Regions from separate parts of the Mus musculus genome. Here all the other regions are linked to region 2. A link is a contact called in public ChIA-PET, HiChIP or PLAC-seq and promoter capture Hi-C data. All regions are on one chromosome and are shown on one strand. The core of a region is the stretch at or near the end of the contact, and the rest is flanking DNA. Distances in the headings are between cores, read along the strand shown.

Region 1 (4,493 bases), core at 1,126-3,625, 630 kb before region 2:
ATACTTGGGTCACAAGCTGTGACAGATAGAAAGATGATGGTCTGTGGGTCTGCTAATGTTCTCCTATCTCTTCATCGGGTGCCTTGCTAAAACAGCCCTAAGGAAACTCAGAAAGCCACACACAGCAACAGAAATATCTGGAAAACGCATCACTAGTGAATGTAAGTTCACTAGTGCGAACTTACTCAAATTACAGTGGTGCCTGTGGCAGACTGGAGAGAAGAGTAGGGTCTTGTTTACTGAGGATTCTCCACAAAGCAGACTCTAGGAGTGACCAGCTGCATCATCACAGCCTCTTTCTGGGACAGCCCAGAAGACATCAGGGAAGGGAAATCGTCATAGCGGGCAGGACTTCAGGCAGCGCACTAGGTTGTACGTTTTGTTTGGGAAGAGAAATGTCCAGATATGTGCTTGTTCACTGGCTCATGGGCTGTAGCCAATGGATTGTCTGGACAGTGAGGGATCTGAGAAGTGCATGATGGAAAATTAGTGAGAAAAAAACATCTGGGGAAGAAGTATGTGGTTAGATCTCTACAGAAAGGCAAAGGATGTTGTGGGAAGCCACATGTGCCATTGCAGAGTGGCACTGACTACTGCTGGCCACCATGCATAAGTTTGGACAAACAACCAATGTGTACATATGCAGTAAAGTTTTTTGCAAAGACACTGCCTGGCCCGGACATGATAATGAGGCTTTGAGAGTATAACCAATCAGATGTGAGACATGCAAATGAGGTATGATAATGAGGCTCTGTGAGGTACAGAGAGAGAGAGAGAGTAGCCAATCAGATGAGGAACATGCAAATGAGGCTTAGTGCATAACCAATCCGTGTGTGAGACACGCCTCTTCTAGGCCTATATAAGCAGCACCAGTTCTGGGCTTGGGGTCTCTTCACCTCTGCAATCAAGCTCTCCCAATAAATGTGTGCAGAAAGATCCTGTTGCAGTGTCGTTCTTGCTGGTCGAGTCCGGCGCGTGCAAGAGGATGTGACATGCCTGTGTACTATGTAGTGCTCATCAAAAGGTGACTTCAGCAGGGGAGGAGTCCAGTATTCCAGTAGACAGATGGCCCGTTCTGTGGACAGTCAGCCTCTTTCCCCAGCCATCCCTGTCATTGTCCAATGGGCCTATGAACAAGCGGCCATGCCGATAGAGATGGAAACTATACCTGGACTGGCAATATGGACTTCCACTCATTGAAGTGATCTGGTAACAGCTGCAGCTGAGTGCCAGATCTGCCACACCAGCAGTGACCGTCACTGGCCACCATTCCCTGAGTTGGCCAGCCAGCACCCTGGTGGCAGGTCACCTACATTGGACCGCTTCTTTCATAGAAAGGGTAGTGCTTAGTCCTTACCAAAGTAAGCATCTACTCTGGTAATGGATTTGCCTTTCCTGCATGTAATGCATCTCTCTATTCTCTCAATTCCTGCAGTGCCAGTGGCCTTCGCACCATTTACATCTTTTACCATTATACATTTTACCATTTATATTCTACTGCCTTAAGCTATGTATCTCCTGGACTGCCTGGTTCATACAAGATCTAAACCGAGATACAATGGTCTAGTGCCTAAGGCAACTCTGTCCAAGCCGTGACAGGTAGGAGAGGGCAGCAGAGCCTACTGGACTGTCCTCAATACGCCAGCAGAATGCTCGGCCCCCATTACCAGCACCTTTGTAGAACTGACGCCAAGCACGGCAGGCTCGGTGCTATCACAGCCTGGATTGGGAACAGCGAGGAGAGATCTAGGACTTTGTTGTCAAGAGATGGCCCTGCAACATAAATCTTGGCTTCTTCCTAATACCCGGTGATACACTGCAGGAGCAGAGTCCTGACTGGAACCCAAAACCTCTGGCCCAGCCCCCCGTAATTCTTGTCATATTTTCCAGTCACGATTCCACTCCTGCAAGGTATTGTAGGTCTTATGCACCTCAAGTTACCCACCTCCACTCCCTGAAGGTTTTGCAGGATGAAGGATAGAGAAAGATGCATGGTGGAGAATGAAGGCGGTGGGGATGGATTTAGAATTCAGGATAGAGGCAAGCAGTTAGGCGTCTGGAGTTGATGCCCCTTTCCAGCCTAACACATGTTGGAGGAGGAAAGCTTAGAACAGTTAGTTACTCTGCGTCTTCTCTCAACATAATCAAAGATATCGAGGAGGAGGGAGATGCAGTTTGTTAGAAGCACGTTGCCAGGCAACGTCGTGTTAAACTACATGTGAGGATGCTAGTCATGGGCAGGGAGAAGGAAGGGGTCCAAGCTCTTGCGCGACGACTGAATGAATGAATATAAGCAAGAGGTGGAAGGAAATCTCAGCATTCTTCAGCTACAGTGCTGCCCGGTGCAGTTCGGCGCAGGCGTCAGGTCCTTCCTTGGAAGGCGGGGCGGGACGCGTTCGGGGCGGGGACAGAGGCGAGGACTCCGGAGCCATCCAAACTTCCGGTGCCTGCGGCGCAGCAAGAAGCAGGCATTGCGATCGAGGTTGCACTGGCAGGGGCTGCAGGGAGCAGGCGCAGGTCAACGCAGCCATGGTGAAGATCAGTTTCCAGCCCGCGGTAGCGGGCATCAAGGCTGATAAAGCGGACAAAGCAGCGGCGTCTGGTCCGGCCTCGGCATCTGCCCCGGCCGCGGAGATCCTGCTGACGCCGGCGAGGGTGAGAGGCTCCGGGTCTCAGATGGGGGCGGGGCGGGGGTGGGGGGTCATCGAGGGACCTAGGCATTCCCCAGTGGCCGCCACGACCAGCGGTACCTCAGAGTCACGAGCGGAAGCGGGATGAGAGGTCTGAAAAGGCTGCTCCATCCGCATCTGGGAAAGGGTCTCAGGACCTTCCCCACAGCGGTAGTCGAAAGCAGAACTGGTCCTTAAGTGGGAACGCACACAGGGTCTTTTCCAAAAGTGGGGGCTTCTGGGCGCGAAGTTCCAAGATAAGGGAAGGTGGCGGACCCATGAAAGTTTGGGGAATGTTGGTGAAGGTTTGCGTCTGGTTCCAATCAAGGGGCAGGGGCCGGGAAGCCAGTCCCCGAGTGGGGGAGGGGAGGAGGGTTGAACGTAGTTTCCCCCAAAGCGGGGCCGGGAAGGGGGGAGGTGATGAGGCCTGATTGGTTGGGGAATTTGGTTGGGGAATCTCTGGTTAGTAACGAAAGGGAGGTGCCATTGTTTTGGTCCTCAAATGGGGTCTGTGGTGGGTGGAGGTTACTGTTGGAACTGGCAGACCTAAGTCAGTGATGAGCCTTCTCCCATTTCACACCTGCGGGCCCTACTTCTTAGCTCCTTCTCTGGCTTCCAGCTACGTTGTTACCATCTGCTGAGTGGGCTCCTTACTGCCCCAGTGCCCTAGACATCCCTATAGTCACTCAGTTGGCTTTGTGTGGACTGGCCTTGGTGTGCCCCGCCTTCCCCTGGCTGAGGGGATCCAGGTCATTTCCGCCATGGAAAACTATGCTATGTGGAGTGTGTCGGGGAGGACTCGTGGCAGTCACTGACTGGAAGGACTGGTGACGGAAAAGCGGACCCAGCCGAGTTTCATTTTGCTTCAGTAAGGGTGTTTTCATGGCCACTGTCACACGCCCCCCAGCGGTCCTGGGGCGCACCAAGCCGGGCCTTTCGATCCAGACCGAACCTAAAAAAGCCCCTTCCACTTCCTCCTCCCGGATCAAGTTTTGAAGCTCTGATTCTGCCTTTGCCTGGGCATATATGAGGAACTCGTGGGGAATGATCTGGAAGAGGGGGTCATGCAGTGGGCCAGTCTGAGCAGAAACGGTGATGCCAGGGACTCAGGCAGCTCTGTTCTAGTCACTACAGCACCGAGCAATTCAGACACCAACAAGAATTCATTGGCCAACCAGGTGGGGGGGGTTGAAGGGTGTCTGAAGCCTAGGTGGAGAGGGACACCCCATACTTGACTTTGTTTTGCAGTTTGAAAAGTTTGCCCTGGGGTTAAGTTTCCTTATTACTTCCAAGAAGGTCCCTCCTCTCTTCTTCTTAGTCTGGATATGGGGGCCCAGGAACTGATAAGTGGCAGATTGTCTGTTGGTACCCAGTGAAGATATAGAACTGGAACCCAGCTGCCTAAAGCCATGGGTCTAAGGGTGATCTAAGGAGCCGGAAGGACTAACTTGAACAACTCAGGAATATCATTATCGCCCCCTTAAGAAGGAAGTCCCAGCAGAGTCAACGTTGACAGGGCACACACTAGGGCAGCTGGCTGATGGATGGTGTCGGATAGGAGGGCTGAGCCCAAGGGTGAAGAAATTATAATTTTTCTCATTAGCCTTGGAAGACTTGGTTATATAAGTCTAGGCAATAATGTGACAGTATACAGATTAACACAAAACACATACTAATAACGAAGAAACCAGACAGAGACTATGAGCCTCAAAGGACCAGGCAATTGATTTTTGTGTAGTAGAAGAGATCAGAGGGGACGAGAGGTGCCCCAGAAACAAAAGAGGTTTTATTATGCAAGCAAAACTTCCCCAGCAACAGCCCTCT
Region 2 (4,280 bases), core at 908-3,407:
GTCCGTAAGCTTAGCTTGAACATAGATAGTGCTTCTACAACCAGATGCGTGGGCCTTCCTCCCTTATGGTAGAGGCACGGGCATGCACAAGACTAGATAAAGCAGTTCTTCTTCGAGGGAAGTTCATACTTATCCAGCTTCTCACTGATTGCCACCTTGCCTCCCTCAGCTCTCCCAATCCAGAACTCAGAAACCACAACTAAGATGTGGGTGGTATAGGCCAAGCTCTTTGTGCATCTGGGTTTTGTAGATGGAACAATCCTCTAGAGAATAACGGGAGCTTAATGGATAAGCACCAGGTAGAAAGCATCCTCCTTTCTGTTTATATTGAAGCACCGTCCCTCCCTATCTACAAAAAAGGGGTCTGGGCAGCTGCAGCTCAAAGGCCCTTCCCTGTTTAAGCTCCATATCCTCATCACAGTAAAGCCCGCTGGCGGGGGTGGGGCAGTTCGGACTCAGGCAGTTTGTGCAACCTAGGGCGCTGGGGCGCGATAACCGTCTCCGGCCATTAGTGTGCTCCGAGAAGAGCGAGACCCCGGGGGCCTTCACACCCTCCCTTGCCAGGGGCTGCCAGGACAGGAGCAACCGCTGGACAACGGGAGTGAGCGCAGGCCAAAGGGCGGCGGCAAGGCTTTCTCCTTAAAGGAAAAGCTCACACAGGCCCAAGCGGCTGGTGGCGGGACTGGCACGTGCGCGCGGGGATGCGGGCCGGCCACGTGCGGCTCGCGGGCCGACCCTGGGTCCAACTGCAACAGTTTCCCGACACTGCACGTTCCTCTCCTCTCCTCAAGCTCCGCATAGGGGCCTCCGGGTGAGGATGGGCCCAAACGCCGGGGGTGAGCCATAAGGGCAGTTCAGTCTCCTCGCCTCGACCTCAAAGCTCTAAGGGACTTGGCACCCATTCACCCTCCCCGATTCAAGACTCCGGGTTTTCCTCACTCCCGATTCCACGGCCCCCAGGAGACAGACAGCAGGAATGACCAATGGCAGGGCGCAAAGCGTCAACTTTGTGTTCGCCCGCCACTCTCAGCCAGTGTGTGCGGGTTTCTCCCAAGTCCCGCCTTCCGTGTCGGGCGCCCCCTCCTGGCGACACACAGTCGGACGCTATCTGCCGCCATCTTGAGTGTGGCGAAGTCGTTTCTCCGAACCCGTTTATAGCCATTCTGGTCGCTCTTCTCACAGGGCAAATTCCTTAGTTCGACAGCCAAGTGAGACAGCGCTAAAAATGGAGTAATATAGTATTTTGAAGTTGTTCGCGTGAGCCGAGTCGCCACGTCACGCCACGCTTGCCGAGTCCAACGCCATCTTGAGTGTGGCGTCTTTATGGTTTTTCTTTTCTCAGGCTCCGCGTGGTACCGTAAATGGCTCAAGTTTGAAGGAACCCCTTCAAGGACTAGTCCTAATGGCCGGGGAGACAAGTTTCTCCCAGTTGCACACTGTTCATATGCCCACTGGAGCCTGCAAAATGTTAGGGGAGAGGGGTAAACTCGATGGCCGGGCGGGGCTCTGGATGATGTTAAGAGCTGTCGCGACGGCAGTGACCTCTTACAGCAGACGCTGACCAGAGAGCCCTGAGGCGCGACACCGCCTTGTGGCGTGAGGCCCCAGGCCTGTCTCGCTCGAGGACACCGGGACTTTCGCATGAGTCCCCCCAAGTGTGCAGGGCGCGAGGCCCACTCCGGAGCTGACCCTGGACGGCGGGACAGTGGTGGGCGGTGGGGATCACTAGTGTCATCGAGGCGGAGGGAAAGGAGGACGGGGCGGAAGGTGCGAGTCACAGTCACCCCGTTGTGTGGACTGATGTTCACTTGAACTGGGACAACTTGCTCTTCGGTGCGGGCAGGTCCCGGGCGCGGGAACCACGCGGGACACCGCCCGGGGCAAGCGCCGCCCATCGCTCGCCTTCCCCTCCCCCTCCCCCTGGCGGGCAGTGCTCCCGCTCCCCCTCCTCCCTCCCTCCCCCTCCTTCTTCCGAGCAGTCGCGAGGGAGGGGGAGGACCGGGGCTGGGCGGGCAGCTTTGCCGCGCTTTAGCTTTCTGCGTCAGAGGCCTTAGCAAAACAGCTGCGGGAGCGCGCACGCGCGCGACCCCCCTCCGGCGTGGCGAGACCCAACAAAATTCAACACTCTGAATGACAGTGCGGCGGGGGACTGCGCAGCGCGCGCCAAGCCGAGGCACTGCCGCTTTAAGCTCACTTGCCCATTGTTCGGAATCGAGCCAATGAGAGGACGCCCGCTCCCTGCGCTCAGCCAATAGCGCCGGGACTAGGGTGGCTGAGCACCGCCCACTAATCTATATTAAAGCTTCTGGCGCCGCGTGAGTCCCCCACTGGCTGCTCCGAAAAGCCATCTTTGCATTGTTCCTGGGTCGTGCTCCGCGCTCGCTGCAGCCACCTTCGCCGCCCACCGCCTCCTCCAGCGCGGACTCCGGCAGCTCTCTCGCCAGAGTCCTCGAACTCGACTTTTAATTCCCTCACTCGCGGCATCGGACCACCGGCGTGCCCCACCATGTCAGACGCGGCAGTGGATACCAGCTCCGAGATCACCACCAAGGTGAGGCTGGACGCCGCCCGCCCCCTCGGGGTCTGCGCGCCGTCGCCCGGGCGGCGTTGGGGCGCGTGGTTGCGGGCTTTCAGGAAAGCATCACGCAAACGCTTTTCCAGGCGACCCCGCCACCCTCCAGCGGCGCGATGGCCCCGGGCAACACTCTTTGTGTGCGGGGGAGGGGGCGCGAAGCGGCGCGGGCATTGGTGCCGCCGTCGGGAGCTGGCCGATGGCCTGGGGTCGCCTCGGAACTCGGACGCAAACGGGGAGGGCCGAGACGCGGATTCTCGAAACTTGTTTGCGAATGGTTTGAGCGCTCTCGGGGCCGGGGTCGCGGGGCCGCGGCGCACGGAAATAACTTTGAAACTCCGGCGCGTCCGCAGTCGGAAGTGTGGGGGGCGCGTGTGCGGCGCCGGCGAGCTGAGGGCGCCCGCGGCCGAGTCGCTCTTTGTTAGGCGCCCGGGTTCGCGCCCTATAGCGGGCCGGCCACCGGTTATCCGGGATGACGCGGATGGGGCGGCGTGCTGCGCTGGGGGGATTCTGACCGCGACACCTAAGGGTCTGGTCCGCAGCCACGGGTGAACGCGGGTGGTCGTGTTTGTCCCCGCGGCGGCGGACCTCGTCGCAGGGTCAGTCATTGCTGACGGGGTTGGGCCCGGGCGGCGAGCCCACGCGAGAGGGGGAGGAAATAGAAAGTGAAGCTGCGGAGCGGCTGGACGCCCCCCCACGGCTCCCCAGCTGCGGTGGTGCCGTGGCGGTCTAGAAGCCCGCGCAGCACCGCGGTCCTGGCTGGGGTCCTGAGGCAGGGGCTCGCCCTCCCGGTGGAGTCTTCTCCACCCTCAGCCGTGTTCGGTTCGGACTCGTTGCTTTCAAACACCTCGATGTTCGCACCCCGCTTGTCCCGCAGTGGGGACTCAGTCCCAGTCGCCTTGTTTCTTTAAACTCCCGTGGCTCGCCATCTCCCTCGGCTGGTGCGACCCCGTGCAGAGCGCGCTCTGGAGCGATGCCCGCCACCGCTGTAACACTTTGTAGCAAGCATGGTCCCACCTCCGCCCTCGGCGGGAGTCTCAGGTGAATTCCCGCGAGGTCCAGCGCTCCTAGGGAGCGCCCCCCCCGAAGGTCTCGAGGGTCGGAGCCGAGGAGCTCCGAGTCCCTGGTGACCTACCGCGAGAGCTTGGCGCCAAAATCGGAGCCGGAAGCCGCGTGTTGCCCCTCACAGGCAGGACCCCAGGGGGCAGCACGGAGCGGGCTTTCTCCAGTGGGTGACTCCGCTCCCCTGGATGAAAGCGGACCTCGGGTCTCCAGGGCACAGGGCGCACTTGGCGCCCCGGGCCACGTGCTCTTTGCGCGCGGTGCGTGCAAGAGGCTCGCGCGCGTAGTTCGCTGGGTGAGCTATGCGCCTGCGCACCGCTGCCACCCCGCCCCCACTCACTCCCCCGGGCTTCGGCCGCCAGGGGGCGGAAGCGGGTGCAGTGGGGTCCTAGGCAGGCCTCCGGTGGGCGCGAACCCACCATTGCCGGCAGGTAACCCAGCGGTGCACCGGCGGAATTAGCTGGACCATGTTCCTGGGCCCCGACCGAGCCGACCGTTCAGCCGTCGTAGTGGGAAAAGTTACCCAGTGGTCCGGCCCCGAAGCCGCAGGGCCCAGAGTGCTAGTTTATTTCCTTTGGGCTGTGGAGGCCAGGAGGTCCCTAGTACCAAGCATGGCTGGTGTGACTTGAAGGGGGTGTTTCTGCAT
Region 3 (4,396 bases), core at 205-2,704, 530 kb after region 2:
CATGGCAGCTGGGTGGCCTGTCACCGAGGGCAAGGGGCTCCCTAGAATCCACCTCACAGCTGAGCTGGGGTCATCAGCTCAGGACCTTCCTGCCAGCTCCAGGGTGATTCACGAGCCATGTGTGGCAGATTGATGCTGCAGCCTCCTTCTAGCTGATTAAAAATGTAATTAGTATGCACAGTAGGGAGCTGCCAGTCACCCTGTGCATGTGGCTGTGGCCCTCCCTCCCCGCCCTTCCTCTCTGTTGCCAGCCCATGGGATGTGGGGAGGTGGGACTACCACCTCTCTTCTTATATATCATAGGCCAAAGCTCCCAGGAGCCCTGTTCACAGCTATGCTATGAGTAGGTACCTCAATACCTGCAGTTTCAAACATGTACCCTAAAAGGTAAAGGCAGACCTTCCAGAGGGCAGGAGGACTTCAAAACAGATCCTACCTGACCCAGCCACCTGCTTAGCATCCCAAGTACTAGCAATTCCTACCCTTCTGAGCACTGGGCAGCCTCTTCCCTAGGGAACTGGGCACAGTGTATCCTCCTTTCACCAGACTGGAATAGTATGAATTGGCTTCAAAAGCAACTAGAATCTAGGATGAAAACCAAAGCAACCAAGGCCCTGTTCCCCAGTGCTGTTCCCTGTGGCATCAGGATTAACAGACCCATCTGATATGGTTATGGTGATTTTCTTCAAAAAAGATTCTGTGGAGTCCCCTGGCAGGTTCCTTGCAGTGAGTGACTGGCACAGCTGCAAGGATATCACAGCCCTAGGATGGGCTGTTGTCTGAGGAGAGCCACAGACACGCCCCACCTGCCCTGGGCTCCTTGTCAGCCTCACACAGCCTTCAGCTGCCTGTCCTCCCACCCCTTAGGTCTCCCTTCTGCTCCCATTCCCAGACCAGCATATCTGGATAGGCAGAGCAGTGATGGATGGTGGTTTAGTATCTGGGTAAAGAAGACTCTGGTGCTTTGCCAATCCTGGATCTCTAGACTAAAGGCTCATCCCACAAATCTGAGGAGGAGCTAGCTTCTCTGCTGGGCCAAACCCGGGCTTCCAAGACCTCCTTTCACTGCCTCCTTCAGAATCCTTAAGGAAGCTGTGGCTCGAGTACTGGGTTCTCTCAAGACACAGAGGTGGCTGAGACACGGCCTCCCCAACCCTCGTGAGGAACAGCTTACCAGTCAGTAAGGAAAGTTTTTGCAGAGTGAACGTGCTTAGGAGGCAGGCACTGGACTAGAAACTTCTATAACAGGCTTGCTCCACCCTCAGGTTGGACATCATGTTACTGAGAACTCTGAGCCATAGCAGTCCTGGGTTGCCCTAACCTGTCTGACAAATGGAAGTCTCAGGTCTCCATCTGAGGTGGTGCAGCCAGGCCGCCCTGGCCAGGACTTGAGCCACCTGTCCTCTGTTGCCTCCCAGTGGCTCTGTCATCTTCCCACAGCACCAGCTGAGTCACTTCTCTTTGTGTTTGTTCACCCAGCACTGAGTCAGAGAACTGATAGAACGTGTGTCCACACACCACTCAGTGTGGCAGTTGGCACCGAACACTAAGGGCACTGCTGGCAGAAGAGATGACAAGAAATAAACGAAGTACTCACTCATCAGCTATCCAAGACACCTGCCTGCACTATAGGCTAAAGCACAGGGCACAGAGCAGCTCACTGGCTTTTCCTCAGTGGCCTGTCAGGTTCACATGGAAGGAAGACAGACACAATCTCACTCTGATTGGGGTCTCAAAAAGCTCAGAAGCAGGCAGTATGTTCCCAGGGGAAAATGGAGCAGGTTGTGGGTCCAGCATGGATGAGAAAGTTAAGTATTAATTAATGGTTGTAACCTGCCCTCCTGGGGAGAGAGGCTGACACCCTGCACAGTCCTACTTAGCAAAGAGCCTTGGAAAGGACTTCAGTGGGCCCAGGATGGCAGTCCACCGGAAGCTGGAGCACAGCACACTGGAGGTATGGTAAGAGGGAGCTGGTGCCAGGCAGAGGCATCCCAGATGCATACCGCAACAGCCAGTGAGGATACCCACTGCACCACCATGCCAGCTAGCCACTAAAGCAGCCAGTGAGGGCAGTCCAGGTGAGAGGAGGAAGGCCTGAGAGGAGAAAAAAAATATCCAAAATCCTGGGGTGGGTGGTGTCCCAAAACTGAGGCAGCATAGGCACAGTGGGAGCAGCAGAGACCTGCAGTGGCTCCTGCTGGGAATGGGGCAGGCCTGTGAAGGAGAGAGGGCTGAGCCATAGGGCACTGGTGACTCAGTGAGATGGAAAGAGGGACCAAGTGTAGAACAGCTGGACCATGAGAAGAGAGCATGCAGGGCAGTTCAAGAACCTTAGAAGAGGCCATGTGGGCAGAGTGGGGCTCCAGAAGAGGGTATTGCAGTCAATGGGAGCTAGGAGCCTGGAGCCAGATCTCCCTCTGTGAAGGTTATTGATTATCAGTTTCTGAAGGATACAAAACATCCACTCTCACTACCTCCCCAAGACCAGCAAAGGCACCAATGAGCTTGTGTTCAGGGATCCATTGTGAGGGGAAATGGGAAAATAAAGGAGGACGTTACCCTGGTAGCTGAGAGTGAGCCAGCAGTCCCTGTTAGACTGGAGAAAGGCAGGTACGAGGCCATCCACAAAGAATGCTGAAGCACCGAGCTGCAGTACTGCACAGCATCCAACAAGGCTGGGCTGCTCTGGGCTGGGGGTGGAGAAGGATGGCTACAGAAGTCAGTGTTGCCACTGTAGTAAATAAACTGACCTCTTCCCACACCAGCAGGCAAGAGAGCGATCATCGGAGAGTCACCAGGCCTGGTAGAATCTCCTGTGATAGGACCCCATGAGATGCAGCAGAGGGCTGCTGCAGGATCCAGTCAGCCCTCAGGCCTTCAGCAGCCAGGCAGGAGATTGAAAACATCTTCTCCGGGGCCCTCCTGTCCCCACATGAAATACAAACTTGGCAGCAGAGTTTCCCCAGTGAGATCCCAGCCAGGCTTCTCATGGGGAATCAGCCTGCCAAGTCCCTAGGGTACTTGGGCTTCTAGTCACTTTGTGAGTCCTATCTGTAAATAAAGATAACCAGGGAAACTTCCTTTTAAAAGGAAAATAGGTCCTATGGAGAAAACAGATCACACAGAGAAAATGAAGTTATCACTGACATTTTCAAGGAAATGAGAGCCATGGAAAAACAAGGACTAGATGGCTAGACACCAAAGAAAGGGCTGGTGATGTAGCCCAGCCAGTAAAGGTACCAGGTGCTAAACCTGCCAACACGGGTTCAGTCCCAGGGCTCATAGCAAGAGCAGCCAACTGTGGTTGCTATGTAATGTCCATAAGGCGTCTTTGGAGTGTTCAAAGTATCTAAGCTCCCATGAAGGCCATCCAGCTGGCTGCTTGGCTAATATCCTTAAACATCCAAGGTTCCAGAGAAGGATATAGTTACAGTTAAATCCCCCTGGCTCACAACATCTTAACTTATTTGAAAAAAAAAATATCTGAGCATGGCAGCTCACACCTGAAATCTCAGCATTTGGGAGCCTGAGGCAGGAGGGTTGCCATGCATTGGAGGCCAATCTGGGTTACACAGTAAATACTAATCAGACTACGTACAAGACTATGTAGATATACTATGTAGCAAGACTGTCAGAAAGGAAAAATAAACATTAAAGAGGTAATTAGAGTAAACGCCCACCATTAACTGTAATGGTATTTAATAGTGTTCAACCCTCAACCAAATGTCCCTGGGAGGAGTTGGATTATTTTATGTCTCATACACCTAAACAGTAGCATCAGTGCGCTCAGGATTGAGGAGCAGGCCAGCACCACCAGGGGTGAGAGGCATCCGATCTAGAAGATCCCTGCCTGAGGTAGCCGGTAAGTGAAGTGGCTCAGAGAAAGTCAAGTCACGGACAGACTCCAAGATTAGACTGACACTAAGTGCACTGAAAACAACCCTATCTGACAGTAAGGAACGTATTGGGTATGAGTGGGGAAGCAAGTACAAGAAAGAAAAGCCTTTCCCTGGTCTTTCACCTGGCACATCTGGCAACAGCAGTACATCCTAAGATAAACACTGAGTGAGAATCTACAAACTGCTCTGGGGCCATATTGAGAGGATGAGGAGATGGGACACATGAGTAGCCAGTTCACTCTTCAGTGGAAGGTTCTGGGGAGCTAAAGGTGGCTGCAGATTCATTGCCTACCCACCACCACCACACACCCTGTTCTTGTCCTTCCTCTTGAATCAGAGCAGAGTCTTCAGCTGCTGAGCTCAGATACAGCGGAAGTGATGTTGCACTGTCTCCGGCCATGCTGAGAGTGCCACAGCAGAGCTGTGAGAAAGTTTGGGCTCCCTCGTACTCCAGCTCAGAGGCATCTTAGAGATGCATGCCCAACCCCCACAGAACC
Region 4 (3,899 bases), core at 1,123-3,622, 650 kb after region 2:
GGATGGCCAGGCAAAACTAAAAAGGCCAGGGTGAGGTGGAGGGGGTCAGGGATGAGGAAGGGTGGAGTAGGGGGAAGGAGGAAGGTGGCGCTTATCCTAGGTCTAGGATAGAGTGAAGACCTAGGGACCAGCTACCACTATTGATCCGTACTGCCTGTTGCCCCAGCCCAGCATATCCCAGCTTCCTGGGTGCAACCTATTTGGTGCAGTCCTCTGATGTCACATAGTCACAGCCCTTAAGACTTGTTGAACAAGGCATCGTGCCAGGATTGAGGATGCATCTCAATGGGCAGAGTGGTTGCCAGCATGCTCAAAGCCCTGGGTTCTCCGGTTCCTCATAAAACGAATGTGGTGGTGCGTAACTGTTAGCCTCAATACTCCCCGAGACAGAGGAAAACCAGAAAATGTCTCCTACAACTCAGCAAGCTGCCCTCCACCCCCGCAGAGCTACACTTGACCCGGAAGAGGGTGATTTGGGGATAAAGTCCAGTGTTGGGGTACTGGAGCGCAGAAAAGGAGTCCCAGGTCTCAAAACAGAGAAGATGCCCCCTTCTGCTGCGTAGGTCTGAAGGAGTCTCCTGAAGGGGAGGTGGCATTGAAGGAGGGGCTTCTGAAACGCACCCCACCTCCCACCTCCCGTTCTGTGTGCCTTAAGGCACAGGATTTCCCAAGCCCTCGTTATAGGTCTGCATCTCTCACAAAGAGCCACCAGGAGGCGCCCCGCGCCTACAAATCCCCCTACGGCCGCCTACAGGAGGAAGGTCTGTGGCGGGAGGATCAAAGCCTCTGAGCAACCCAGGGTCCCTGAGCCCCTCAGGGCGACCCTTTCCTTCTCCTACCCAGTGGTTCCAGGCCCGCCGCCAGGCTTCCACAGCGGAGTGGGCTACAGTGTGGCGAAGGTCCCACCACTGAGCCTGTCAGGCCAGGTTTCCACTCTTTCCCTGAGTCCCCTATCTGCGGAAGTCTCAGCCTCTTGGCAAGCACAAAGATCACTGCTGGTCAGGGTCTGGTTTGGTCCGTTCTGGTCATGGCCACAGCTGCTGAGCCTCAGCCCATCCCAGGCTTCCATGGACCAACTGTTCCCATGCTCTCTTCGTTCAGACTCATAAGATGCGTTAATGCTTAGGCCTGGGCCACCCGGGCTGGAGGTCAGAGCCTGCAAAGAGAACAGTCTCTGCAGACCAGGACTCCTGGCTTTCTTAATCTTGAGTAGAGATTCCACCTGGAAACCATCCGGGACAAACAGCTCCCGAATTTAAAAAAAAAAAAAAGTTACATTTTTAGTTGTGTTTGTTTTGTTGGCTTTTGCTTTTATCTGTGAACTTAAGTGTGTACAGGGCAGAGGACAAGTTGCAGATGTCAATTCTTTCCTTTGACCATGTAGAGCTCAGGGATTGAAGTCTGGTGCTTGGGCTTGGAGGCAGTTATGGTTATGCACTCAGCCATTTATCCAGCCCTTTAAAATGTAGGTTTGTTTGTTTGTTTGTTTGTTTTTTAAAATATTTGTAAGCTGGGTGTGGTGGGGGCTGGAGAGATGGCTCAGCCGTTAAGAGTACTGACCACTCTTCCGAAGGTCCTGAGTTCAAATCCCAGCAACCACATGGTGGCTCACAACCATCCATAATGAGATCTGACGCCCCCTCCTGGGGTGTCTGAAGACAGTGTACTTACATACAATAAATAAATAAATAAATAAATAAATATGCAGAAAGTGCTTTTTAAAAAAAAGTTGGATATGGTGGTACAGATGTGCAATCCCGACATTTGCTGTCTGAGATGGTGGCCTATGTGGCCAGCAACTTCATGGGGATTTTGCATAGGGGACACTGTTGAACCTCTAGTGACGTACGGAGGTCTGGGCTTAACTTCACTGAACAGATGTGGGGCCTGAGGTTGGAGGGACCTTAAGAGGTTTGCTGATAGACTTAACAGCTGACCAGATCCTTGATGCCCTCTTACCTCTCCCTGAGACCTTCTCTTTACTACCCCCTTCCACACACAGGCATTCAGGACCCCCCAATAGGCAGGAGATCTATTCCAGCTCCAAGCTGTTCCCATGGTGGGCTCCTCTGCATCCTTGATGGTGAGCCAGGCCGGGGCTGGCTTTAGTCTTAGGGCCAGCTCCCCTGTACAGGGTCTCTTGTAGTGCTCCACAGTGACCCTAGCGGTTGGAAGCACAGTTGCTAGATCCCCTTCCGGGAGGGAGGCCCTGCATCTGTGTTGGCTCTGTGCCTGGAGTGTCACTCTGTTCCCAGGGGCTCCTCCTCATGGCGGCTGCCAGCCTCCCTCCCTGCCTCCCATTAATCATGCGCACAGGATTTATATTCTCCAGCAATTTATTTCAGTAAATGCAATCTGGGTGTGCCTGCAGGTGGGCAGGACGCTCCGCTGCTGCCGGGCTGCTGCCGGAGTCACGCTGCCTGGCTTTATTGTCAGGGTAATGGGCATGACTCAGAAGCTAAGAGCCCTCAAGGAAGATGCTAGGCCTAGCCAGGCCCGGGAGCAGAACACCAGGGACCCAGGGACCAGCCCTACCCAACGTGGACTTGATGACCCAAAGGTTCTACTCCGTCATCTTTTCCCAGATGACTAAAGAACTGGGGGCAGAAAGGAAACTGCAGTCTCAACCCTCAGCTTGACGCTTCAAGATCCAGATTTGGGAGATAACAGGCAGGGATGGGGGGGGATCTATTTTCCTGACCCAGGCCCTCCTCTGAGCACTACCCCTCAACACTGCCAGGCCCACCCTAGAGGGATTAACCAAGTAATGCAAGCCTGCCACCCCAGTTCATCTTTCTGGGTCCTCTTGTGCCTCTTCATCTCCCTCTGCCTCTTTCTAGTCACTGGATGTTGCACCCTGTGGCTGTGGAGAAACAGCCCAAGGTCAAGCAGGAGCTAGGCTACCAGGTCCTGAGTCAGTTCCCCCCAGTTATCTGCCCATTTACAGACCCTGAAACAGAAGAGGCAGGGGGCTAGAGCGGCACTCCCTCACCCAGCCCTCTGTAGCCCCCTCCCACACTCCAGATTCCTTCAGTTCCAGGTAGGTCCTAATCTACAAGCATCTATCTCTTTCTGTGGGAGTCCCAAGACCAAGACTAAGCAGCAACAGCCCCCATCTCTCAGGTTGCCCCACCTACCAGGGCTGCCTCTAATGCTGCAGATAGTTCCTGCTGTCCCAAAGCCATTACCCAGTAAGTGTGTGTGTGTGTGTGTGTGTGTGTGTGTGTGTGTGTGTGCACGCACACAAGCACACTGGCTGCAGCAGACAAGAGCAAGAGCACATCCTTTCCAGCCTTGCTCTCTCATTGCCTCTAGGGATTTGTTGGCTTTGTGTGTTGTCCCTCAACTCTAGTCCATACCCTGGATACCCACATCTCTTGGTCCTTAGGGGCAGGGCCTGATGCTAAGCAAAAACTGGGTGTGGCCTGCAGAGGGGCCTCTGATATGTATGTATGTGTGTATGTATGTATGTATGTATGTATGTATGTATGTATGTATGCATGCATGTATGTATGTAGCCTCTCCAGCTCCATGCATAGAAACTGAAAACAACAGGAGGGATGTCTGGGTCCCACACACACACTCCCAGGAGTCCCAGACCAGCAGTCCCCATGCTCTGTCATTCTCTCCTACTCTGGAATCCGGGGACAAGATTCCCATGAGACACTGAAGAAACCTGGCAGCCCTGGGTTCTCTCTTCAACTTCCCTTCAGGACCCTAGTCCTCAGTATACTGCCTGCCATTTTCAGGCCCTGGCCCCAGGTGCCACTGCAGGTCCCTAACTCTCCATCTCCCCAGGTGCCACTGCAGCCCCCCTAACTCTCCATCTCCCCAGGTGCCACTGCAGCCCCCCTAACTCTCCATCTCCCCAGGTGCCGCTGCAGCCCCCCTAACTCTCC
Region 5 (3,912 bases), core at 316-2,815, 740 kb after region 2:
CACACGTACACACCACCTTAAAACTTGAACCCATGTTTTTGAAGGGCTGCTACTGAGCTTCACCCCTCATGGTTACCCCCTCCCCTTATAACTGTTTTATTTGATGTTTGATCTTTGAGGCAGAGGGTCTTACTGTGTAAATATAGACATACAGTCCAAGCTGCTAGAGTCGGAGTCCTGCCCCAACCTTCCAAGTAGAATCACAGGCTTATATGAGCCACCATGCACACCAAAAGTACCTTTATTTTTAATGACTTATTTTCTTGAACCACTTTTTAAAAGGTGTGTTTTACTTTGTGGATGCTAGGGATTGAACTCTTTTATGCCTCTTTTATGCTAAGCCCTCTGAGCTCCCCCCCCCAGCTCCCCCTTCCCCCTAACCCTTCCCCCGTTAATTTCTTGTGTTAATTTCTTGTTTGCTTTGTTCCGAAGCAGCGAAGCAGCGGGTCTTGCTGTGAACCCCAGGCTGGCTTCCTACCCTGGAATTCTCTTGTCTAAGCCTTCTGAGTGCTGGAGTTATAGGCGTGTACCCCAACACCCAGCTATTCGAATTCTAATCGAATTACGTTTTCATGAGAGCACGCAATGGCTCTGATTTTTCCCTGTGGCCCCCTAAGATGTGCAGGCAACCAACTCATGCCTTTCAGCGGTGCACACCACCGGGCTCATCACACACACTCCCCAGTCTGTGGCCCAAAACAAGTGGAGCAAAGCTGGTCCCCAGTGCAGCCACTATTGTGTTTACAGCTGCTTCTCCATGTTTGGCTGAGGGAACCCTCATTTGCACCACATCCTTCCTTAGGGAGAATGACGGCGGCTCTACTTGTTTTTACTTCAATCTCCTGTTTCAAAAGTTGCCTTATTTTCAAGCCTTTTCTAACCCCACTCTCCGCAGTGGTGGCTCTCACATTAAAAAAACAAAACAAACAAAAAAAAAGCCATACAGCCAAGATACTTGCCACATTTGGTCCCTTAACAAGACAACCCCCCCCCTTTTTTTTTCCCGGGAATCAGGAGATTTTTCTCACTTTATTTATGTCTAGTATTTTTAGATTGTTGTGGAAACATTTCAATGGTATATGAAAGGCACCTTCGTACTGCCAGGAGCATCTCCTACTCCAGGGCCTTAGGGCGACGACTGCTCGCTACACACGTGGGTGTGTTACCAGGCACGCTTAATTCTCCCATCTCAGAGGGTCCTAGGCCGCGAGCTCCCTGGTTGGAGCGCTTTGGAAGAGAATGGAACTGCCTGAACGGTTGCCAGACTTAACTCCCCAGTGTTTGCAACCAATTCCCTGGGGATCACCAGTTCCCAAAGGGCGGATTCTGGCGGCAAGAGCAAGAGTTGATTTCAGGGTCCATGTCTGGACTGGGGGACGGATTAGCATCAAGTCTCAGCTTATGAGAGGTTTAGGCAAACGCGACCCCTAGGACGCGCAGACACTCCCTTGTCCCCTGTCCAGTAGATAGTCCTACTGCACCCGCGCCTCCTTAAAGCCGCAGCTCCGCCCCGCCCGCCCCGCCTACCCACGGTTCTTTTCAACCGCCGGGCCCCGAGCGATTCCACCGAGCGTCAGAAAGCCACGAGCCCGCAAAGAGCGCACAACTCTCTGTCCCCGTACCGGATCGCGAACCTCAGTTCCATCACCACAACCCGCCATCATGTCCAGCGAGGAGCTGGCCTGCAAGCTGCAGCGCCGGTTGAGACTTGAGGTGCGGGCAGAGACCGACCAGGGCGACCCCCAGCCTGCACCCTGCGATGCCCCAGCCGGGCACCCGGAGCCTGAACCGCCTGCCCGGGCGCCCACAGCCAGCGCGGACTCCGAACTGAACCTCAAGCTGAGCCGCAGGCTGGACATCCACCAGGGTACAGCGCGGCCGGGCCGCTCTAAGGTCTTCAATCCCTACACCGAGTTCCCGGAGTTCAGCCGCCGCCTCCTGAAGGATCTGGAGAAGATGTTCAAAACGTGAGCGCTCGTCCTGCGCCCCCGAAGAACGGGGGATCCGAGACAGGGCACGGGGTGGCCGCGCAGCGAGTGGGACAGTGAGGAAGGAGGTGCAGGCGTTCAGGAGTGCACTGAGCATCTGGCCAAGTGCAGCCAGATCGTGCGCATCAAGTTCATTGCGCGCCATGGGGAACCTCGTCAGGCTGGGGATCTGACCCCGGCGGAGCTCAGAGGGTCCTACTCAAAAGCCCCCTCCCTGAGTCTCCTACTCCCCAGGGCGGGTCCCGCACCCTCCTCCACCCACAGATCCAGAGATTTGCTCCCGGAGCAACTTCTAGGAAGCGAGCCCGGGGCGCACCTCACCTGCCAGCCTTAATTTTATCCCTCAAGGGAGAAATTAGCTGGATTGTCTTTTATCTTATAAAACAAAGGAAACAGTTGACACACGTCTTCAGTAAGGGATGCGAGAAATGAAGGAAGGCTGAGAACAAGGTTGCTTTAAACTCGAAAGACACATAGGCGTCCCTAGACCAGTGCGGGCGGGCGGGGGGTGAGGGGTGGGGGGAGTGGCTGGCGCAGGAGCCTCCTGGGAGCGTCGCCTAGTCAGTTACTCTTCTAACCGGTGAATGGCAGATGCCTCTGGCTGGGAACTGGTGCCTGCCACTAGTCACTAGGGTGCTGCTGGAGCCTCATCACCCCTCAGAAGAGGAGGTCATGCAAAGACCCAGTAGGTGGCCTGTCACGTGAGAGGTCTCTTTGGCCTCATTTCCCCACTTGAAGAGGGAAAGCAGTAATGACTCTTGCTGCTTTTTCCCCTCCCTCCCCCGTTACTTTTCTTTCTAAGCGAGATGTGGTGACATTCTCGTCTAATCCCAACATTTGGTTTTGGGAAGCAGAGGTAATCTCTGAATCCGAGGCCAGCCATGGCTGCATAGTGACATTGTCTCAAAACAAAACAGAACGAAAAACCGCATGTATTTATTTACGGTGAGTGTGTATGCATGAGGAAGTGTCATGGCACATTCGTGGAGGTCAGAGGACACGTTGTGAGAATCAGTTCTCTCCCTCCACCACGCAGGGGTTGGGATCAAACTCAGGTGATAAGACCTGGTAGCAAGTGCTTTTACCAGCTAAGCTGTCTCACTGACCCCTCCTTTGCCTTTTAAGGCCACGAAGTAGTCTGTACACCGAAAACGCCTCACTAAGCTATTAATATTATTTCCAGAATTCGGCCGGGACCGGAAAAGTGGCCAGGTCATGCTTGGGCGTCTTTAAAGTGCTTGGAATGTGTTTGCCCTCACCAAGGAGGTTCTATTTAAAGGCACTATGGCGATCACTGCTTCCACTACTCCCGAGGTCTGCAGAGCACCTCAATACTTGCTGCCTCTCTGGCAGTTTGTTTTCTCAGTACCCTGCTCCCAGCCACTGTTTTCTCTGGGTGCAGTTTGGGCAGCTAAGGAAGGTAGGGTTGGGAGTAGAGAATGAGACTGGGGTGATGGTGGAAAAGCCAGGGAAGGCACCGTGGTTTGACATATCCTGCCCCCCCCCCGCCCCCGTGGTTTTCTTTGGGTTTTATATTCTGTAGGAATGGCTGCTCTGGCCCGGATGTTCACCTGTGTATCACTCCCTCCACCTTGCTCTGTTGCCTCTTTAGCTTCTTTCAGGTTTTACTGGGAAGCTCCCATTTGGAAGGTTAAGTTTGTTAGTCTGCTGTGTAAGAGGAGTACGATTTATCCCTTCGAGAGGTCTTTGGAGCCAAGTAGTGTTGGCACTGGCGGCATCAAGCTAAGGAGGAGGGCAGAGTGCAACCTGTGGTTCTGGGAGAGCTGACAGCCCAAACTGTGCGGGTGTTTCTACAAAGCTAAGCTGCCCATCTGAAGTCTAGGTTAGAGCCTTTGTCACCTGCAATAAAACCACAGGAACAAAGGGAAGTGACCGACTTCTAAAACAAAGCCCAGAGCCTGCT
Region 6 (3,890 bases), core at 1,258-3,757, 570 kb before region 2:
GACTTTCATGTGTCTACAGGAATAGAAACTCCCTAAGGTGGGTCTGAGTGATTCATCCTGGTACACGGGTGCTCCCTGAATACATATCGGCTTCTGTGTGAAGCAGGGGTCCTCCAGAGCTCAAGTTCCCAGTGTTCAATGTACAGATGGCAGATCTGTGACAGCCATTCCAAGCCCCCACTGTCTTTCATTCTGATCAACCCCAGGCTGTGGGATGGGTAACGCTACGTACATTCTCTTTACCGGGACAGAGAGACTAAGCTGTCCTAGGAGCCAAGACGAGTCCTGGAGCAGAACTTCCTTAAGTGAGATACCTTCATGTTCCTAGCCACACCCTAGCCAGAGCCTGGCTGTACACAGCAAAGCAGTGTCTAGACCAGGGCATAAGATCAGGGCAGCTGGAAGCTTGACAGGCAAGAGACACACAGGTGTCCCATACCCGCCATGTTACCCAGAGCATGGGGCTGGAAACCCAGCAAAGGGTCTACACCGTCCTGCTGCTACTCAAAGGGGGCTCACACACCTTTGGTCTTTGCTACTTTCTTTTTCTTTGTGCACGGGGGACAGGTTGGGGAGCAAGCTCTCAGGTACCCCAGGCTGCTCTCAGGTTCACCATACAGATGGGATTATGGGTGTGTACCGTCCTCCTTCATATATTGTTTCTCAAGAATATGCCTTGCTGTTGCTTGCTCTTTAAATGCTTAAAATGCTTGGTCATGAGTCAAAAACACACAGGAAGACATTTCGTAAAGCTATGTAAACAATCACTGTCCCACCTCCCCCAAGTGCTCTCTAAAACCTGGAAAGATAGAATATCTATCTCTGTAGCAGGCAGGCAAAGACCTGCCCATGGTTCAGAGCCCTCTCTCTCTAGCTCCCTTTGAAACCAGAAAAAGCATAAATAAAAAAGTTTCTTGGGAGTTTCCTAAGCCTGGGATCACTGCCTTGATCCGTCCTACCCTCTCTTCCTTAAGAGCAAGCTAGAAGCTTTGACAGCTGGGCTGGCTCCCTGCCTCCTTTCAAAGGGGTTCTAAAGAGATGATACTGGAGCACATACCTCCAACTTCATCAAGTGCACCAGGCATCAAGAGAGCTCCAGGAAGCAGTTCCTTCTCGGGCGCAAAGCAAGCTCTTCTGACTGCTTACCTAAGAGTTTCTCCACTACCACATCCTCTCCTGACACTACTCCATTCACCCCTTCAGCCATCAAGGCCCAGCACCTATTCAGAGGGATAGACTTGCCCCAGCAGGGGTTTCACCTAAGGGGTAAGGATTAACCTAAGGGGTGTAGGCTTAGAGGCTAACCCTAAGCGGGGCCAGGCAGGGAGGCAGGGAGCAGAGAGAGGCCAGAGGTACAAAGAATAGCTTAAGAGGTCTTCTCACACACAAGGGTTGCTTGACATTCAGAAAGACCAAACATAGAGGTGTCTCTGGGGACAGGAGTGGGGACTGTCTCTGAAGACAGGGGTGGGTTGCCTCTGTGTAGCTGAAGTCTAAGGATTGCAAGCAACAAGAGCAGAGGCTCAAAGCCAGTCAGCCAGGAGTAGGAGCTGCTCAAAGGTCACCTTGAACAAACACACTGAACAGGAACATCATATTGGAAGCTGACCAATAAAAAGGAAACCTTGGATGTTCCTTTACCTCATCTCTAAACCCAGATCAACTCAGTGGATGGGGCAGCGTGGGGGCTGGATACAGGGGCAGAAGGAAGGTCGGAGAAAGAGAAACAGCCATGCTGAGAAGGAATTGGGACAGGAAGTGGGAATGGGGTGACTGAGAGAAAGTCATAGGGTCACCAGTGGCACCCTGATTCCTAAGAAAGCCCAGCAAACAGAGAGAGTGGCCCCACCCCTTTGACAAGTCTCTGTAATTCCTCCTAGTCAACTTCCTCATCGATAACCTGGGGTCAGAAGTTCATTTGATCAATAAGTGCTTGCTGGTTCCCTGTTCTGCAGCTTGTCTACTGTCTGTCCAAGACGGACAGTAGAAACTTTCTCAAAACCAGATGGAGTGAGAGGACAGATAAACAACACCCAGCAACTCAGCTAAAGATTCAGACTCTTCCTCCCCATGGATATATGTCAGTCTGCCATTGTCTCCTTTAGAGCTTGTGTCTGAGGGAGGGAAAAGGCTGGGATTGATAACAGCATCATCCTGAGTAGCAGGGTACCTGCCCTAGGAGGGAGCTCAGCAGCAAAGGGAAGGCAGGATAAACTAGGGAAGGAGAAGCAAGGGGAGAAGGTGGGGGAAGGACCCTTTACATCCACACAGTAGCTACACGTCTCACCTCTGCTCCAAATCCCAGATTTGGTCACACTTCTGTCCCCAAGCCCAGATGGTTCCCATGAGTGGTCAGACAGCTTAGGAGTACCAATGAGTCCCAGCCTTGAAGTCTCCAAGAGAAGTCCCCTTTCCTGCCCTCTAGGTGGACCACATTCTCCACCAACGGAGACTGAAGATGCCTGGCCACCTTGAGAGCAGTCACATGAGCGGCTTACAGAGAGCAAAGTGTTGGATAGTTCATGTCAAGGCAGGGACAGCAGCCGCTTAGAATGCCCCGCCTCTCCTCTCCCTTCCTGGAAAGTTGACTGAGAGCTCAAAGAAGGAGGAAGTTCTAGACATCTGTGTGAGACCTGCCTGCTCTTGTGTCACTGTGGTGGCCTCCTGCATTCAGGCTCCTGCATTAACACCACTGGCTTCATCTTCTTCGGTTTCTACTGGAGCTGAGGGAGGTCTGACTTGAAGTGGAAGAGAAGAATCCTGGACTGAACCAGTGACTCCGCCTCTGTCTAAATCCAGCACATTTTCTCATCTCTGATGCCATCCCTGATCCCCTTAACATTGCCCAAAGACACAGCCACCAACTCATTTTTAAAGGAAATTTAATTGTAGTTTTTCTTTCATCTATCTATCTATCTATCTATCTATCTATCTATCTATCTATCTATCATCTATCTATCTATCTATCTATCTATCTATCTATCTATCTATCTATCTATTTTTAATACAGAGTCTCTGTATAGCCCTGGCTGACCTGGAACTGGCTCTTTAGACCAGCCTGACATTGAACTCACAGAGATCTATCTGTCTCAGCTTCCCAAGGGCTGGGATTAAGGGCATGTGTCACCATGCCCAGCTAGCCTAGTCATTCTTGTTTATTTCTTATGGACATGGAGGATGGGGAGGCTAGTGAGCCCCTTCAAAAGATAGATTTCTCTTTATGTTTCTGGTGCCTAGAGCAGACCTTGTCCTCTTTCCACACGCTCTTCAGAGCCATGCTCCTCCATGCTTCAGTGCTAAGTTTCTATCTTTGGTCACTGTGAGCCTTCTCCCTCCATCCCTTCCTACCCCTCCTCTATGCATGGACATTTTTCCCTTGGCTCTGTTGCATGGTAATCACTGATTCTGCTACAATATCTTATATTTTTGCTCTCACAAAGGTTTTATTTCCTGGGCTTTTTAACAATGAGAATATCTTCAGTCTTAGTTAGCTTTACTGTAAGCAAATACCAAGAAGCATCTTTGGTGAAAAGAAGATTGACTTGGGCTCACCCTCAGATGGCCCAGTCCAAAAGCACTTGTCTCTATGTTTCTGGACCATGAGACAGAATAAATATCATGACAGTGGGACTGCCTGGCATAAGCTTTTCACCTCACCGTGGACAGAAGGCAGAGAGAGGAAGTGACCCAGGCTGCCATACAACCTTCAAAGGCACGTCATCACAGGACGCCACTTCCTCTACCTAAGCTCCACATCCAAAAATAGTGCCACCATCTGGGGACCAAGTGTCCCCCCACACAATGCTAGCAAACCCTCCAAGGATATAGGAACTCAATTATTCACTTCCTTCTTGGCTATCTTTAACACAATCTTGGCTTTTTTAAATCTT

The links. ChIA-PET counts read pairs in DNA pulled down with a chosen protein or histone mark. HiChIP or PLAC-seq counts read pairs in DNA pulled down with a chosen protein or histone mark. Capture Hi-C pulls out chosen DNA fragments and counts their contacts.
Region 1: an RNA polymerase II ChIA-PET map of memory CD8 T cells shows a contact between it and region 2, with 24 read pairs. The contact joins the promoter of Itm2c here to the promoter of Ptma in region 2. A contact is called at or near these places in 1 of 39 promoter capture datasets (cranial neural crest) and 1 of 115 datasets of contacts at active chromatin or transcription factors (memory CD8 T cells).
Region 3: a contact with region 2 is called in an HNF4G HiChIP or PLAC-seq map of pancreatic cancer cells. The contact joins the enhancer-like site here to the promoter of Ptma in region 2. A contact is called at or near these places in 5 of 39 promoter capture datasets (the 3T3-L1 cell line, frontonasal cranial neural crest, hippocampal neurons and 2 more), 1 of 15 datasets of contacts at CTCF or cohesin (the NIH/3T3 cell line) and 2 of 115 datasets of contacts at active chromatin or transcription factors (pancreatic cancer cells and stem cell-derived neural progenitor cells).
Region 4: a contact with region 2 is called in a FOXA1 HiChIP or PLAC-seq map of pancreatic cancer cells. The contact joins the enhancer-like site here to the promoter of Ptma in region 2. A contact is called at or near these places in 2 of 484 Hi-C or Micro-C datasets (cortical neurons and pro-B cells) and 7 of 115 datasets of contacts at active chromatin or transcription factors (the NIH/3T3 cell line, astrocytes, embryonic forebrain and 4 more).
Region 5: a promoter capture Hi-C map of pancreatic islet shows a contact between it and region 2. The contact joins the promoter of Efhd1 here to the promoter of Ptma in region 2. A contact is called at or near these places in 2 of 115 datasets of contacts at active chromatin or transcription factors (astrocytes and pancreatic cancer cells) and 1 of 9 other capture datasets (pancreatic islet).
Region 6: a contact with region 2 is called in an RNA polymerase II ChIA-PET map of memory CD8 T cells, with 33 read pairs. The contact joins the promoter of Gpr55 here to the promoter of Ptma in region 2.

What each region holds. Positions count from the first base shown.
Region 1 is chr1:85,892,135-85,896,627 of GRCm38.p6, forward strand. Itm2c (integral membrane protein 2C) reads left to right here and starts at 2,376. Exons shown (of 6, transcript NM_022417.3): 1 at 2,376-2,655. The coding sequence starts at 2,530.
Region 2 is chr1:86,524,400-86,528,679 of GRCm38.p6, forward strand. Ptma (prothymosin alpha) reads left to right here and starts at 2,158. Exons shown (of 5, transcript NM_008972.3): 1 at 2,158-2,551. The coding sequence starts at 2,507.
Region 3 is chr1:87,050,122-87,054,517 of GRCm38.p6, forward strand. No RefSeq gene overlaps it. Among named protein-coding and RNA genes, the nearest start is that of Gm28375, 15 kb to the right of the region's middle. Within about 2 kb of position 1,455, at least 23 of the 459 cell types and tissues checked have an H3K27ac peak or open chromatin away from gene starts, as enhancers often do. A contact at or near this core is called in pancreatic cancer cells, where this site is marked.
Region 4 is chr1:87,173,764-87,177,662 of GRCm38.p6, forward strand. No RefSeq gene overlaps it. Among named protein-coding and RNA genes, the nearest start is that of Prss56, 7.6 kb to the right of the region's middle. Within about 2 kb of position 2,373, at least 124 of the 459 cell types and tissues checked have an H3K27ac peak or open chromatin away from gene starts, as enhancers often do. A contact at or near this core is called in the NIH/3T3 cell line and pancreatic cancer cells, where this site is marked.
Region 5 is chr1:87,262,788-87,266,699 of GRCm38.p6, forward strand. Efhd1 (EF hand domain containing 1) reads left to right here and starts at 1,566. Exons shown (of 4, transcript NM_028889.3): 1 at 1,566-1,967. The coding sequence starts at 1,663.
Region 6 is chr1:85,958,548-85,962,437 of GRCm38.p6, forward strand. It overlaps Gpr55 (G protein-coupled receptor 55), which reads right to left and starts at 2,508. Exons shown (of 2, transcript NM_001033290.2): 1 at 2,288-2,508. All of the region lies in intron 1 of Gm41905 (a long non-coding RNA gene), which reads left to right.